Regions from separate parts of the Macaca mulatta genome. Here region 1 is linked to region 2. The links are chromatin contacts, called in public Hi-C maps. All regions are on one chromosome and are shown on one strand. The core of a region is the stretch at or near the end of the contact, and the rest is flanking DNA. Distances in the headings are between cores, read along the strand shown. Region 1 holds the start of NCBP2AS2 (NCBP2 antisense 2 (head to head)). Region 2 holds the start of FBXO45 (F-box protein 45).

Region 1 (6,882 bases), core at 3,574-6,073, 390 kb after region 2:
ACAAATGTAATTCAGGACACAGGAAAAAACTCAAAAGATACATTAGATTGGGTCTGCAAAATTTCTCAGAATACTAAATTGAATGACCAAAACAGAGAGTAAAAAGAACACAGAATAAATCCAGGAGGTACAATGCTTAAAAGAGTCTGAGTAAGAAAATGATCACAAGTAAATAGTTTTGGTTTGTACCTATACAATCAGCTTATACACACCTATGTAATGAATTACGATATAGCTATTAAAACATTTTTTTCTTTAAAGATGGGGTCTTGCCCTGTCACCCTGGCAGGAGCACAGTACAACTCAGTGTAGCCTTGGACCCTTGGGCTCAACTGATCCTCCAGCCTCAGCCTCCTGAGTAGCTGGCACTACAAATACGAGCCACCATGCCCAGCTATACGGCTATTTTGAAAACAGACCTACATGTGCTGAAATGGAACAATAAATAAATAATAAATGATTTTAAAAACAGCACATGAAGTACACTACTGCACACCCACAGGTTACTTCTTGAGAGATGCTCAAGAAACTGGTAACTGCCTCTGGCAAAGGGAATTAGGGGTTTAGAACAGTACAAGGTTTTTTTATTTTCACTGTGCTCTTTGGAATTTTTTTTTTTTTTTTAATGAAGGGCAAACATTCTTGAAAAACTTTTTCTTTTTTTTTTGGAGACGGAGTCTCGCTCTGTCGCCCAGGCTGGAGTGCAGTGGCCAGATCTCAGCTCACTGCAAGCTCCGCCTCCCGGGTTCACGCCATTCTCCTGCCTCAGCCTCCCGAGTAGCTGGGACTACAGGCGCCCGCCACCTCACCCGGCTAGTTTTTTTTGTATTTTTTAGTAGAGACGGGGTTTCGCCGTGTTAGCCAGGATGGTCTCGATCTCCTGACCTCGTGATCCGCCCGTCTCGGCCTCCCAAAGTGCTGGGATTACAGGCTTGAGCCACCGCGCCCGGCCTGAAAAACTTTTTCTTAAACAACCATAAAGCATGGATTTCAGGAGAGAATGTAACTAGTGTCAGCTTTATAGTATAAGAGCAGTGACGGCCGGGCGCGGTGGCTCAAGCCTGTAATCCCAGCACTTTGGGAGGCCGAGATGGGCGGATCATGAGGTCAGGAGATCGAGACCATCCTGGCTAACACGTTGAAACCCCGTCTCTACTAAAAAAAAAAAAAAATACAAAAACTAGCCGGGCGACGTGGCGGGCGCCTGCAGTCCTAGCTACTCCGGAGGCTGAGGCAGGAGAATGGTGTAAGCTCGGGAGGCGGAGCTTGCAGTGAGCTCAGATCCGGCCACTGCGCTCCAGCCTGGGCGACAGAGCCAGACTCTGTCTCAAAAAAAAAAAAGAGCAGTGACACTGGACAGAAGGTAGGAGGGAGACGAGGGAAAACGTAGGGGCAAGTGCAGGGAGGATTATGAGCTACTATTCTCAGCTCTACCCCAGTTCAGCAGCCACATTCCATCCACAGGAAGGATACTCCACAAAACAGAATCCACATGCTGTTTTCTTCATTTTATCCAGACCCATAATGATTTTCTTTATGTCACCACTTTTGCTGAAGAGTTCGTAGATTTGTTCTTCGGTTGTGTAAAAAGAAAGATTTCCAACATATAACGTACAGCTTTTCTTCAGTAATTTTTCTTGTTCTTCATTGTCACCCTAGAATTTCAAAGAGAGACAAAAGCAACTTCAGAGCCTTGCTTAAATAGTATTTCTAAGTATGGTAGAAACATTCATTAATTCTGATTTGGAAATCAAATTCTCTCATCCCAGCCTACCACAAATCCCTTGCTCAAAAAAAGGGAGATGTTCACATCCTGTGAAGCACTTATGCAAAGTCCAGACTCTTAGTAGAGACAAGGCTCAAAAGTTATACCGCATACAGCAAAGTCACCCTACGCCAGACTGCCACACAAGCGGCTTTTTTCCCTGCACACGCCATCTTCTCAGCAGTGCATCCTTTCAACCAAGGTTAAACTCTGGACCTTGACCCATGTATGACAAAGGGCCCTTTTATACTCTGTAGTGAGAAATAAGTGGATTTCCAGAGAGTCCCCTTTTAATAACCCCATAGAGACTGTTTAAAGCAACAACTCTGATGCTTTACATGCTCATGTATTTTTTCTGAATTGAGGAAAAAAATGTAGTGATCACTAAAAACAAAACAGAGCTCACTTTCCTAATGGGCTTCCAAACTGGGATGACACGATGAAGCCAGAAATAAGAATATAACTGGGCTTCATCCAACACACCTGACAAATCCCTGGATCCAAAATGGCTCATCAGGGTCGCGCACAGCGGCTCACGCCTGTAATCCCAGCACTTTGGGAGGCCGAGGCGAGCGGATCACGAGGTCAGGAGATCGAGACCATCCTGGCTAACACGGTGAAACCCCGTCTCTACTAAAAAACAAAAACAAAAACAAAAACAAAAATATTAGCCGGGCGTGGTGGCGGGGCCTGTAGTCCCAGCTCGCCAGGAGAATGGCGTGAACCCGGGAGGCGGAGCTTGCAGTGAGCCGAGATCGTGCTACTGCACTCCAGCCTGGGTGACAGAGCCAGACCCCGTCTCAAAAAAAGTGCAAATCATGCCTGGCACTTAAGCATCTAAAACCTGGACTGGCCGGGGTCAGTGGTTCACGTCTGTAATCCCAGCACTTTGGGAAGCCCAGGCTGGTGGATCGCTTGAGTCCCAGAGTTTGAGACCGGCCTGAGCAACTCAGGGAGACCCTGTCTCTACAAAAAATTAGCCGGATGTAGTGTGAGAGCCTGTGGTCCCAGCTTCTCAGGAGGCTGAGGTGGGGAGGATCACTTGGGCTCAGGAGGTTGAGGCTGCATGAGCCGTGATTGCGCCACTGCACTTCAGCCTAGGCAATAGAGCGAGATTCTGTCTCAAAAAATAAAATAAATTGACCGAATTTTTTTTTTTTTTTTTTTTTTAAGTAGGAATCTCGCTCTGTTGCCCAGGCTGGAGTGCGGTGGCGCGATCTTGGCTCACCGCAACCTCCACCTTCCGGGATCAAGCAATTCTCCTGCCTCAGCCTTCCGAGTAGCTGGGATTACAGGCGCCGCCACCACGCCCGGCTAATTTTTGTATTTTTAGTAGGGATGGGGTTTCACCATCTCGGCCAGTCTGGTCTCGATCTCCTAACCTCGTGATCCACCCGCCTCAGCCTCCCAAAGTGCTGGGATTACAGGCATGAGTCACCGTGCCCGGCCTCGACTGAATAAATTTCAGAGCTTCCCTAATTTGGCGTCAAAGTTTCCTTTTCCCTACTCTAGTAACATATTTCACACGTTCTCCACACTGACCTCTGCTATATGCGCCCCCTCATTTCCCAGTCACAAGGGGATTTCTCCCCTTTTTCTGAATTCTCACAGCCTCTCTTTTAACTCACTTCCACCTTAGATTCTTTGATAATCCACACTACAGGGGATTATGAGCTCGCAGAGTACAGAAACTGTCTTCCCTTCCCCCCAGGGTTTAGCACAAGGCTTTGGTGACAGCACTCAACAAATGTTTACTAAATAACCGGGTTAATGAGTCCCGCGCCGCCACCCCTCAACCGTATTCCATCCCTACCTTTGCTGATACTGAAAAGCCTACTTTGTATATCTGCGGCCTCCCCTTTTTCCACAAAACATACTGTGATATAGTCCGGACTAAAAATTTCTCTCTTCTGAAATCCAGCAATTCTCCGATCTTCACATCCAAACACCCTCAAAGTGCCCAGCTTGGCGGGTCCCCCTCCCCACTCCGAAGCCTCCCCGAGGGCGGAGTGAGGACTTCACTTGTGTCTCCCACGCACCGCGTACAGCTTCCCTAAGACCATCCTCCCAGAGAAGGGCACTGCTTCGCCGATTTAAAAAAGAACGTAGGCCGGGCGCGGTGGCTCACACCTGTAATCCCAGCACTTTGGGAGGCCGAGATGGGCGGATCACGAGGTCAGGAGATGGAGACCATCCTGGCTAACACAGTGAAACCCCGTCTCTACTAAGAAATACAGAAAAACTAGCCGGGCGAGGTGGTGGGCGCCTGTAGTCCCAGCTACTCGGGAGGCTGAGGCAGGAGAATGGCATAAACCCGGGAGGCGGAGCTTGCAGTGAGCTGAGACCCGGCCACTGCACTCCAGCCTGGGCTACAGAGCGAGACTCCGTCTCAAAAAAAAAAAAAATAAATAAAATAAATAAAAAAAATAAAAAAGAACGTAAAAAGCCCCGAATCTGCATCAAGAAGGCGCCTCTGCACACTCTGGGAGAGAGAAGGGCACCCCGCCCTTGTTACGCAGCCATCTGCGAGGTACAACCTGGAAACGGGAGCCGCCACTACCATCAGCGCTCAGGCCTCTCGGCACCGGCTCGGGTGCAGGGAGCGGCTGGAGGGAACAGGAAAGCGAGCCTCAAATGCCCTGTCTTCCAGAGCCAGCGGCTTCAGTGATGTCCAAGCGCCCCCCCAGCACCCGCTCCCTGCCTCCCCAGCCGGCACCGGGGCCCCACTTGGCGTTTGGGGATTGCAGCAGAACGGGAGGCGACACAATGAGACAAGAGCAAACCGTTTCTCAGCGTTCTGGCCCAGGGCCTTCCCCTCTCGCGGCCCGGCCTCCCTCACCCGGAAGTGCTGGTCCCGGTACTGGCTCAGCTCCACGTAGGAGTCGCTGCGCAGCGCCTTCAGGAGGCCACCCGACATAGCGCAGAGAAGCGGACGAGGACGCGGCGATTCCCGGCACGAGGTGGCGTCTGCCGTGGCGGAAGCGGAAACGCGCGGAAGCGCGCATCTCATTGGACCCAATCCGAGGGCGGCAGTGTCGTCATCAAGCTGCGCGGGCGCAGATGACGTCCGGGTCGGGCGCCGCCGGGCGGAAGACTAGGGCGGCGAGGTCGGATTCCCGGGCGCTTGGGGAAGATGGTGCTTCGGCGGCTGCTGGCGGCCCTGCTGCACAGCCCGCAGCTGGTGGAACGCCTGTCCGAGTCTCGGCCTATCCGACGTGCGGCGCAGCTCACGGCCTTCGCTCTGCTGCAGGCCCAGCTGCGGGGCCAGGACGCGGCCCGCCGCCTGCAGGACCTCGCGGCTGGCCCCGCAGGCTCCCTGTGCCGCCGCGCTGGGCGATTCAGAGACACCTTCACCCAGGAGCTACGCCGCGGCCTCCGTGGCCGTTCGGGGCCACCACCAGGTAGCCAGAGGGGCCCTGGCGCAAACATTTAAGCCTGGGCTGTGCGGGGCCGAGGCCTTTACTTTGCCTTCCGGGCTCTACACTGGCCTCGACGTGGAGGGGTCGTTCCGGGCACTGCGCGCGGCTTCGAACCCCGACTCGGATTGTTGGCCTGCAGACATCCCACGCAGAAGAGCCTAGGCCAGACCGCAGGCTCCGCTGAAGTCCTTTGATTGGACAAGACACCGTGTGGAGAAAGACCCCGAAGCCTAACAGAGATGAAGATAGGCTGGGTCCAGACACCGCACCCGCGGAGAGCCACGGACCGAAGCCAGAGAGCCTTTCCTCTGCAGATGGAACTGACACTCTTGACAGATGCTGCTGAATCTGCACTGGTGTAGCAGGACACTTAATTCCAGGGACGATGTGAATGAAAAGACAACCCTACAACTGCCAAATTCTTTTGATTAAAAAAATGTATGAGCTGGTTAATAGGCATGAGTGTGATACTTCTCAGGCAAGATATATTGAGAATACCGGGGACTGTAGGCCTATGGCAATAATAAACACGTATTTTATGAAATGAGTATTTTGTGCTGGGACTTGCTCATTGCACTCTGCGTGTTATTTCGCTTACTCCTTACAACCACATCCGCATGAGCAAGCAGATTACTTTTTGGATTTTTTTGTAGAGATGGGGTAGTCTCGAACTCTTGGGTCCGAGTGATCGTCCTGCCTCAGCCTCCCAAAATGCTGGGATTAGAGGCAAGAGCCACTCCGATGGAAACAGAGGCTGCTGCTTAAGTTGCCCAAAGTCTTGCAGAGTGGGATGTGAGCAGAGGCATTTGATTCCAGGGCCTAAGTCCTTAACACAGCTCTGCAAGATTTACCCTGATACTTTCCTTCCTTCCCCAACCCCCCATCATCAGGCATTAAGACTACTGCCTAGGAGCAGGCGTGGTGGCAGTTGTGTCTAATCCAAGCCACTGCAGAGGAAGGAGGATCGCATGAGCCTGAGATGAGACCAGCCTGGGCAGCATAGCGAGAACCTGTCTCAAAAATAAAAAAAGACTGCTGCCTGCCATGGAATGAGCTACCTGGACTCATCCCTCATTTTAGAGGGTCAGGCATACGAAACTAAGACTATGGTCCAGCAAGTTAGTGGACCCATGATTAGGAAATCCACTGTATATACAAATGTCTTGTCATTTGAAGCTCCTAGCTAAATTTCTGATTTATTTATTTATTATTTTGAGACAGGGCCTCACTCTTGCCCAGGCTGGAGTGCAGTGGCATGATACTAGCTGTCACTGCAACCTCGACCTATTGGGCCAAGTGATCGAGCTTCCTCCCTGGGTCTCCCAAGTAGCTGGGATTACAGGCCCATGACACTATGCGCAGCTAATTAAAAACAGGTTTTTTTGTTTTTGTTTTTGAGACAGAGTCTTACTTTGTCACCAGGCTGGAGTGCAGTGGCGTGATCTCGGCTCACTGCAACGTCCACCTCCCGGGTTCAAGTGATTCCCCTGCCTCATCCTCCCGAGCAGCTGGGATTACAGATGTGCGCCACCATGCCTGGCTAGTTTTTTGTATTTTAGTAGAAATGGAGTTTCACCATGTTGGTCAGGATGGTCTTGATCTCCTGACCTTGTGATCTGCCTGCCTCAGCCTCCCAAAGTGCTGGGATTACAGGCATGAGCCACCGTGCCCAGCCACAATTTTGTTTTGTTTTGTGTT
Region 2 (6,744 bases), core at 3,199-5,698:
GATAAAGATGCTATTCTACAAATTTGAATTGAATATTGAAAAGTCAATTTAAGTTACAATTTTGTTTAACAATTTCAATTTTTTTTTTTTTTTTGAGACAGGGTCTTGCTCTGTCATGCAGGCCTTGACCTCCCCAGCCTCAAGTGATCCTCCCACCTTAGCCTCCTGGTTAGCTGGGACTACAGGCTCTCGCCACCAAACCCACCAATTTTTTGTATTTTTTTGTAGAGATGAGGTTTCCCCACATTCCCCAGGCTGCTCTCGAACTCCTGGGCTCAAGCGATCCTCCCGTCTCAGCCTCTCAAAGTGCTGGGATCATAGGCATGAGCCACTGCACCCAGCCAATGCTTTCAAATCTTTAGAATGTCGATCATTTCTTTCCCAGCCTCTTCTTCAAGGCCAGGCTGGTCTCGAACTCCTGACTTCAGGTGATCTGCCCGCCTCAGCCTCCCAAAGTGCTGGGATTACAGGCGCGAGCCACAGTGCCTGGCCGAGAGCATTTTTTAAAAGGGTGAAGTGCCACAGCTGGCAGTTCTCATCGGCCAGATCATTTTATGATGAATCAACTTTGAAGTCAGGAGGTCTATGCTCTAGAGCATTAAGATTTGCTGGTATTTGTGTGCATACAGGTTTTGGATCCCAGCTGGGATTTTAGGTTTTCTCTGAAACAAGAATGAGCAGGGTTTCTAATGCTCCTATTTCTCCATTACAAATCTACCCACAGGAGAGCCAAATAAATGTTGACCGACAGACAAACGTTTTAGCAGGTTTTCTAATTTAACTCTTTTCTAGAAAAGATTTAACTCAATCTTCAAGGTTCATTTGGTTAAGTTTTACTCCAAAGTATGAGAAGATAGGCAATAAACGAATTTTGTCACTAAAGGGAGTATTATAAAGACTACAGTTCCTATAAATTTTTCCACAATGGAACCAGTAGTAACTCTTGTTCTATTAGTCTCACAAGACCCCAAGAACAGCTCTATCTTATTAAACACTACACACTAAACTCCTGCTCGCTAAATCACTATCTTATTAAACGCTACACACTAAACTCCTGCTCTCTAAATCGCAGATAATATTTACTGATTGTTTTCCAGTCAGAAAAATAAAAACAAGTAACTATTCCTGGGAATGTTAAAAAAAAAAAAAAAAAGGGTGGGGGAGGCTGGGCGTGGTGGTTCGTGCCTGCAATTCTAGCACTTTGGGAGGCTGGGGCGGGCGGATCACTTGAGGTCAGGAGTTTAAGACCAGCCTGGCCAAGATGGAGAAAACCTGTCTCTACTAAAAATACAAAAATGAGCTGGGCGTGGTGGTGTGTGCCTGTAATCCCAGCTACTTGGGAGGCTGAGGCAGGAGAATTGCTTGAACCTGGGAAGTGGAGGTTGCAGTGGTGAGCTGAGATTGTGCACTGCACTCCAGCCTGGGTGAGAGTGAGGCTCTGTCTCAAAAAAAAAAAAAAAAAAAAAAAAAAAAAGGCCGAGGGAAGTTTGGAAAGCCCCAGAAATCTATACACTCTGTGGCTATTAATTTAGTCAATCAAGATTTATCATGCAAAGCATTGATCAGTGATTCAACCAGAGCCTCCAAAATCATTTACTTAGTCTATAAAATTAAAATGATTTGTTATTATTTGAAACACACCAAAGAACACTATCAAAAAGTTAAACAATCAGATTGCTGTGATAGAAGGGTAGTGGGAAGAAATGTAATTAAAGTTGGGTTAAATCAAAACAATTTTTCAGAAATGAGTTGGCAAGCCACTGTTTCTTGCTTTTCTGACTGCAACTGGAAAAGCCTGGCAGAAAGAGGTGAAGTGTCACCATCCCCACATTCATGTATCAAGTCCACAAGCTTCTCTTTTCCTATCGAGTTGCCTAAAGCGTCAAGCACAGCAGTTAATCATATCCTACTGTAAATTACTTTAATCAGATAATAGATCACTTCCTTCTAATACCTACTGAAATCATATAGAGTGGGTGAGGGAAAGGTGAGTTTTTCTTGTTTTGTTTTTTTTTTTTTGAGACAGGGTCTCCCTCTGTTACCCATACTGGAGTGCAGTAGCCCAATCTCTGCTCACTGCAACCTCCACCTTCTGGGCTCAAGTGATCCTCCTACCTCAGTCTCCCAGGTAGCTGGGATTACAGGCATGCGCCACCACACCCAGCTAATTACTGTATTTTTTTGTACAGACAGGATTTCACCATGTTGCCCAAGCCGGTGTAACTCCTGAGCTCAAGCAATCCGCCCACCTCGGCCTCCCAAAGTGCTGGGATTACAGGCATGAGCCACCGTGCCCTGCCAGGTGAGTTATTTTGAGAGCAATTTTTTTTTTTTTTTTTTTTTTTTGAGACAGAGTTTCACTCTTGTTGTCCAGGCTGGAGTGCAATGGCGCAATTTCGGCTCATTGTAACCTTCGCCTCCCGGGTCCAAGCGATTCTTGTGCCTCAGCCTCCTGAGTAGCTGGGATTACAGGCACGCGGCCACCACAACCAGCTAATTTTTGTATGTTTAGTAGAGACGGTTTCACCATGTTGGCCAGGCTGGTCTCGAACTCCTGACTTCAGGTGATCTGCCCGCCTTAGCCTCCCAAAGTGCTGGGATTACAGGCGTGAGCCACGGCGCCCGGCCAAGCATTTTTTAAAAGGGTGAGGTGCCGCAGCTGGCAGTTCTCATCGGCCAGGGCGCAGAGTGAGTACTGAACACGGGGAAGGGGCTTGGCGGAGCGCAGAGTGAGTACTGAACACGGGGAAGGGGCTTGGCGGAGCGCAGAGTGAGTACTGAACACGGGGAAGGGGCTTGGCGGGGTGGGTGATGAGCAGGTGAAAGATTTGTAAAAAAGAAAAGGAGGGGCTGAGAAGGGTAATCTTTTACTTTGAAATTCTACCTGGGGCACTTAGGAGACGGTCTGCCGTTGAAAGTCACCTCAGCGACTGGGCTAGAGATTCGCACCAGAAAAACATCGGATCCTTCAAAGGTTCTACCTCGGCTGTACTGTGACAGGATAAAGGCCAGTCTTTAAAACTGAATGATCTCGAAACACTCTGCACCAGTCATACCACCACTGTCCCTTTCAAGTGCTTGTGCCTTTAAGGCTGTTCATTCTGTCTAGTTCATTATCTCGTTTTCAGATGGATCAACTCTGCTTATCCTCGAAAACTTAAAAGAAATTAGTGAGAGAGAGTCACCATCACCATAGTCAGCAGAGGTCAACTTTTCTTTACCGGCTTGGGGTTTCTAAAGCTGGACTTGATGTGGAGAAGCTGGATAGCAACCAAAATGACTGAAGGGCTGTGGCGCTGGCATTGGTAAGAATGAAAATTACGGTTACTGGACTTTGTGAAAAAGACATATGAGGAGAACGGACAGGCGAGTAATAATCAAACACCATGTATCAGAGGGTAGGGAAGGTAGCTGCCGTTCCTTTGCTTTTACTAGAGACTAAGAGATGGATATAGCTCTCTGTGTGTGTGTGTGTGTGTGTGGTGTGTGTGTGTGTGTGTGTGTGTGTGACTAAGAGATGGATATAGCTGTGTGTGTGTGTGTGTGTGTGTGTGTGTGTGTGTGTGTGTGTGTGTGTGTGTGTGTGTGTGTGTGTGTGTGTCTGAGGTAGGAGCTCACTCTCTCGCCCAGAGCACAGCAGTCGATTATGGTTCACCGCACCCTCGACCTCCCGGGCTCAGCCTCCCAAGTAGCTGGGACCAGAGGCGCACGCCACCACCCTCGGCTAATTTTTCTATATTTTGTAGCGACACGGTCTCTCCATGTTGCCCAGGCTGGGATGCTGAAATTCTTCCCCTTCCAAGAATCCATCTATAATCATGGCCTCCACGTCATTCTCCCTATTGGAATGTTTAATTGACTAAAACTACATTGCCTTCATCTGCTTACTAAGCGGTGGCTCCAGTAAAGACCACACCTTGTCCAAAAGACAGAAGCAGTTAATTAGCACTCAAATGGCGCTCGAAGGAGTGGGCGCGGGGGTGTTCAGTCGCAGCCACCTTACTTTCCGAAGGCACACAGGCACAGACGTTGGGCTAACTGCCGATATTCGGGGAGAACGAGAGGGCCTGACCAGGTCAAGACGGCCTCCGCTGCCCAAGCTACACAAAAAGGTGGGGGAGCTAGGAACTGGCCAGCAAGGAAAGAAAAGTTTCACGCGTTGAGTTGGAGTCTGAAGCAAGGACCTAACTGACACAGGGAAACGTCACAGGAAAGGGGGCCCAGGAGAGCAGACGCGGAGCCACCAGACCAGAAAGAGGAAAAGGCACTGGAAAGCAGCATCAAAGCCACCGGCCCCAGCCTCATACCTGCTCTTCCCGCTCCCCTCCTCGGCGCCCAGTGATGACCTCACCCGCCGGCGCCCAATCCCGTCGAGCGTAAGGCGCGAGGCGGCGCAGCCAAACAGTCACATCCGGGGCCGAGAGGAACCGCGAACGAGCTGGGCGTGCGCCCTTGCTTCGTGCCCTCAACCCGCATGGCGGAGCCACTGGCGCGCCGCGGAGAGGCCGGGCGAGTCGGGCGGTTTCGGCGCCCTCGCTGAGCCGCGGGGGAGGGGCGGAAGACGCCCGTGCAGCCGGTGCGTCTGCCCTCAGTGAGGCGGGGCGCGCGGCGGACGCCCCCGGGCAGGGGCGGGAGTGGTGGAGGCGCCGGCGGTTGGCACTGAAAGGGGCGGTGAGCGAGCCGCTCCGGTCTCCGGGCGAGGCTTGGCCTTCCGAGCAGAGACGGCGGGAAGCGGCGGCGGCGGCGGCGGCCCTCGGGCCGGCTGGTGAGGCGATGGCGGCGCCGGCCCCGGGGGCTGGGGCAGCCTCGGGCGGCGCTGGCTGTAGCGGCGGCGGCGCGGGCGCGGGCGCGGGCTCGGGCTCTGGGGCCGCGGGGGCCGGGGGCCGGCTGCCCAGCCGGGTGCTGGAGTTGGTGTTCTCTTACCTGGAGCTGTCCGAGCTGCGGAGCTGCGCCCTGGTGTGCAAGCACTGGTACCGCTGCCTGCACGGCGATGAGAACAGCGAGGTGTGGCGGAGCCTGTGCGCCCGCAGCCTGGCAGAAGAGGCTCTGCGCACGGACATCCTCTGCAACCTGCCCAGCTACAAGGCCAAGGTGAGAGAGCCCCGGGCCACACCGCTGCCCCCAGTCCCGCTCCCCGGCGTCGTTCCCGGTGTTTCTATCCAAGCTTCTGAGTCAGACGCCTCGCCTCACCAGCCCGCCTTTCCACGGCTCCAGTCAGCACCTTCCTCACCTCCCCCCAACATAAAGATTCTCTTTTCTTTGGATCGAAGTTCTGCTCCTTAACCCACCCCACTTCCGTGATCCACTTTTCAAACAACTAGGTAGTTTGTATCACTCATTCAACTTTTGACAGCTTTCCCCGTTAAAGACAGACCACCATTCTTGTACCTTTTAATGCCCTCATCCTAATTTTCCCCCTGGCCTCCAAATAGACTTCATTATGTTAAATAATCCCCGCTACCTTAACAGGGGCTTAGTTTCTAAGTTTCTAGTTTGCTTTTACTCCACGTTTATCTCATCTTTTCCAAACTCTGATTTTTAACCTTTTTTTTTTTCATTATTTTCCCCCAAGTTCTCTTTAGTTCCCTCCACTATATTTGAGGCTCACAAGTGGGTGTAGTCCTAGTCATCCTGCTCACTTAAAGATACAGGCCTTTATAGAACATCCACGGGCACCACTTAACATACCGCTTTGTCCTACTGTTGTTGGCTGTTTCCTTGCTAACTTTTTAATAGTTCCACATGGATGGCGTGTCTCTCTTCTTCTGTTTGTCATCTAAGGTGCTGATTACAGTTTCGCTGCGTCCTTTTTTTTCTCCTAGATTCTTGTGCGTATTCCGCCCGCCTTCATATACAAAATAAAAATGTCAAGAACAGGTTGTGGTAGGGCTGAAAGGATTCTCAGGCCATATAAACAAAGGGTCTTGGCCTTGGGTTCAGCTTAATGGTTAACAGCTGTTCAGTATAGCAGTCAACCAAGATCATATATAAGAGAAGATAAAGTCTGATTGCAATGTAGTAAACATAATAAATGCATTAGTAACTAAAAGGATAACATCCTTTTTTTTTTTTTGAGACGCAGTGTAATGGCATGATCTCGGCTCACTGCAACCTCTGCCTCCCGGGTTCAAGCGATTCTCCTGCCTCAGCCTCCCGAGTAGCTGGGGTTACAGGCATGTGCCACCACACCCGGCTAATTTTGTATTTTTAGTAGAGATGGGGTTTCTCCATGTTGGTTACGCTGGCCTCCAACTCCCGACCTCAGGTGATCCGTCGGCCTCGGTCTCCGAAAGTGCTGGGATTACAGGCGTGAGCCACCACGCGATAACATCCCTTTGTTATACTAGCTTGCCAACAGGGGTCGGAGTAAGAAGTAAAAAATTTTTTTTCATGTGAAGCATGTAAAATTTATACTTCTATAGTAAAACTGGTTTTAGTTATAGAAGACAGGGAACATTGCCATTAAATATGTCAACTATCAAGTTGTTTCTCTTTTCTTTTTTTCTTTCTTTTTTTTGGGGGACGGAGTCTCGCTCTGTCGCCTAGGCTGGAGCGCAGTGGCCAGATCTTGGCTCACTGCAAGCGCCGCCTCCGGGTTCAGGCCATTCTCCTGCCTCAGCCTCCCGAGCAGCTGGGACTACAGGCGCCCGCCACTAGAGACAGGGTTTCGCCGTGCTAGCCAGGATGGTCTCGATCTCCTGACCTCGTGATCCACCTGCCTCAGCCTCCCAAAGTGCTGGGATT

Evidence for each region. Hi-C and Micro-C count contacts between places; a contact is called where the count stands out from the background.
Region 1: a contact with region 2 is called in a Hi-C map of liver, with 3 times the contacts expected there. The contact joins the promoter of NCBP2AS2 here to the promoter of FBXO45 in region 2. A contact is called at or near these places in 2 of 14 Hi-C or Micro-C datasets (fetal cortex germinal zone and liver).

Annotation. Positions count from the first base shown.
Region 1 is chr2:2,487,615-2,494,496 of T2T-MMU8v2.0, forward strand. It overlaps NCBP2AS2 (NCBP2 antisense 2 (head to head)), which reads left to right and starts at 4,824. Exons shown (of 1, transcript XM_015132596.3): 1 at 4,824-5,731. The coding sequence starts at 4,899. The coding sequence ends at 5,198. NCBP2 (nuclear cap binding protein subunit 2) reads right to left here and starts at 4,730. Exons shown (of 4, transcript NM_001265847.1): 1 at 4,605-4,730; 2 at 1,474-1,655. The coding sequence starts at 4,682.
Region 2 is chr2:2,097,733-2,104,476 of T2T-MMU8v2.0, forward strand. FBXO45 (F-box protein 45) reads left to right here and starts at 4,449. Exons shown (of 3, transcript XM_015132593.3): 1 at 4,449-5,091. The coding sequence starts at 4,774. It overlaps WDR53 (WD repeat domain 53), which reads right to left and starts at 4,349. Exons shown (of 2, transcript XM_028843539.2): 1 at 4,308-4,349.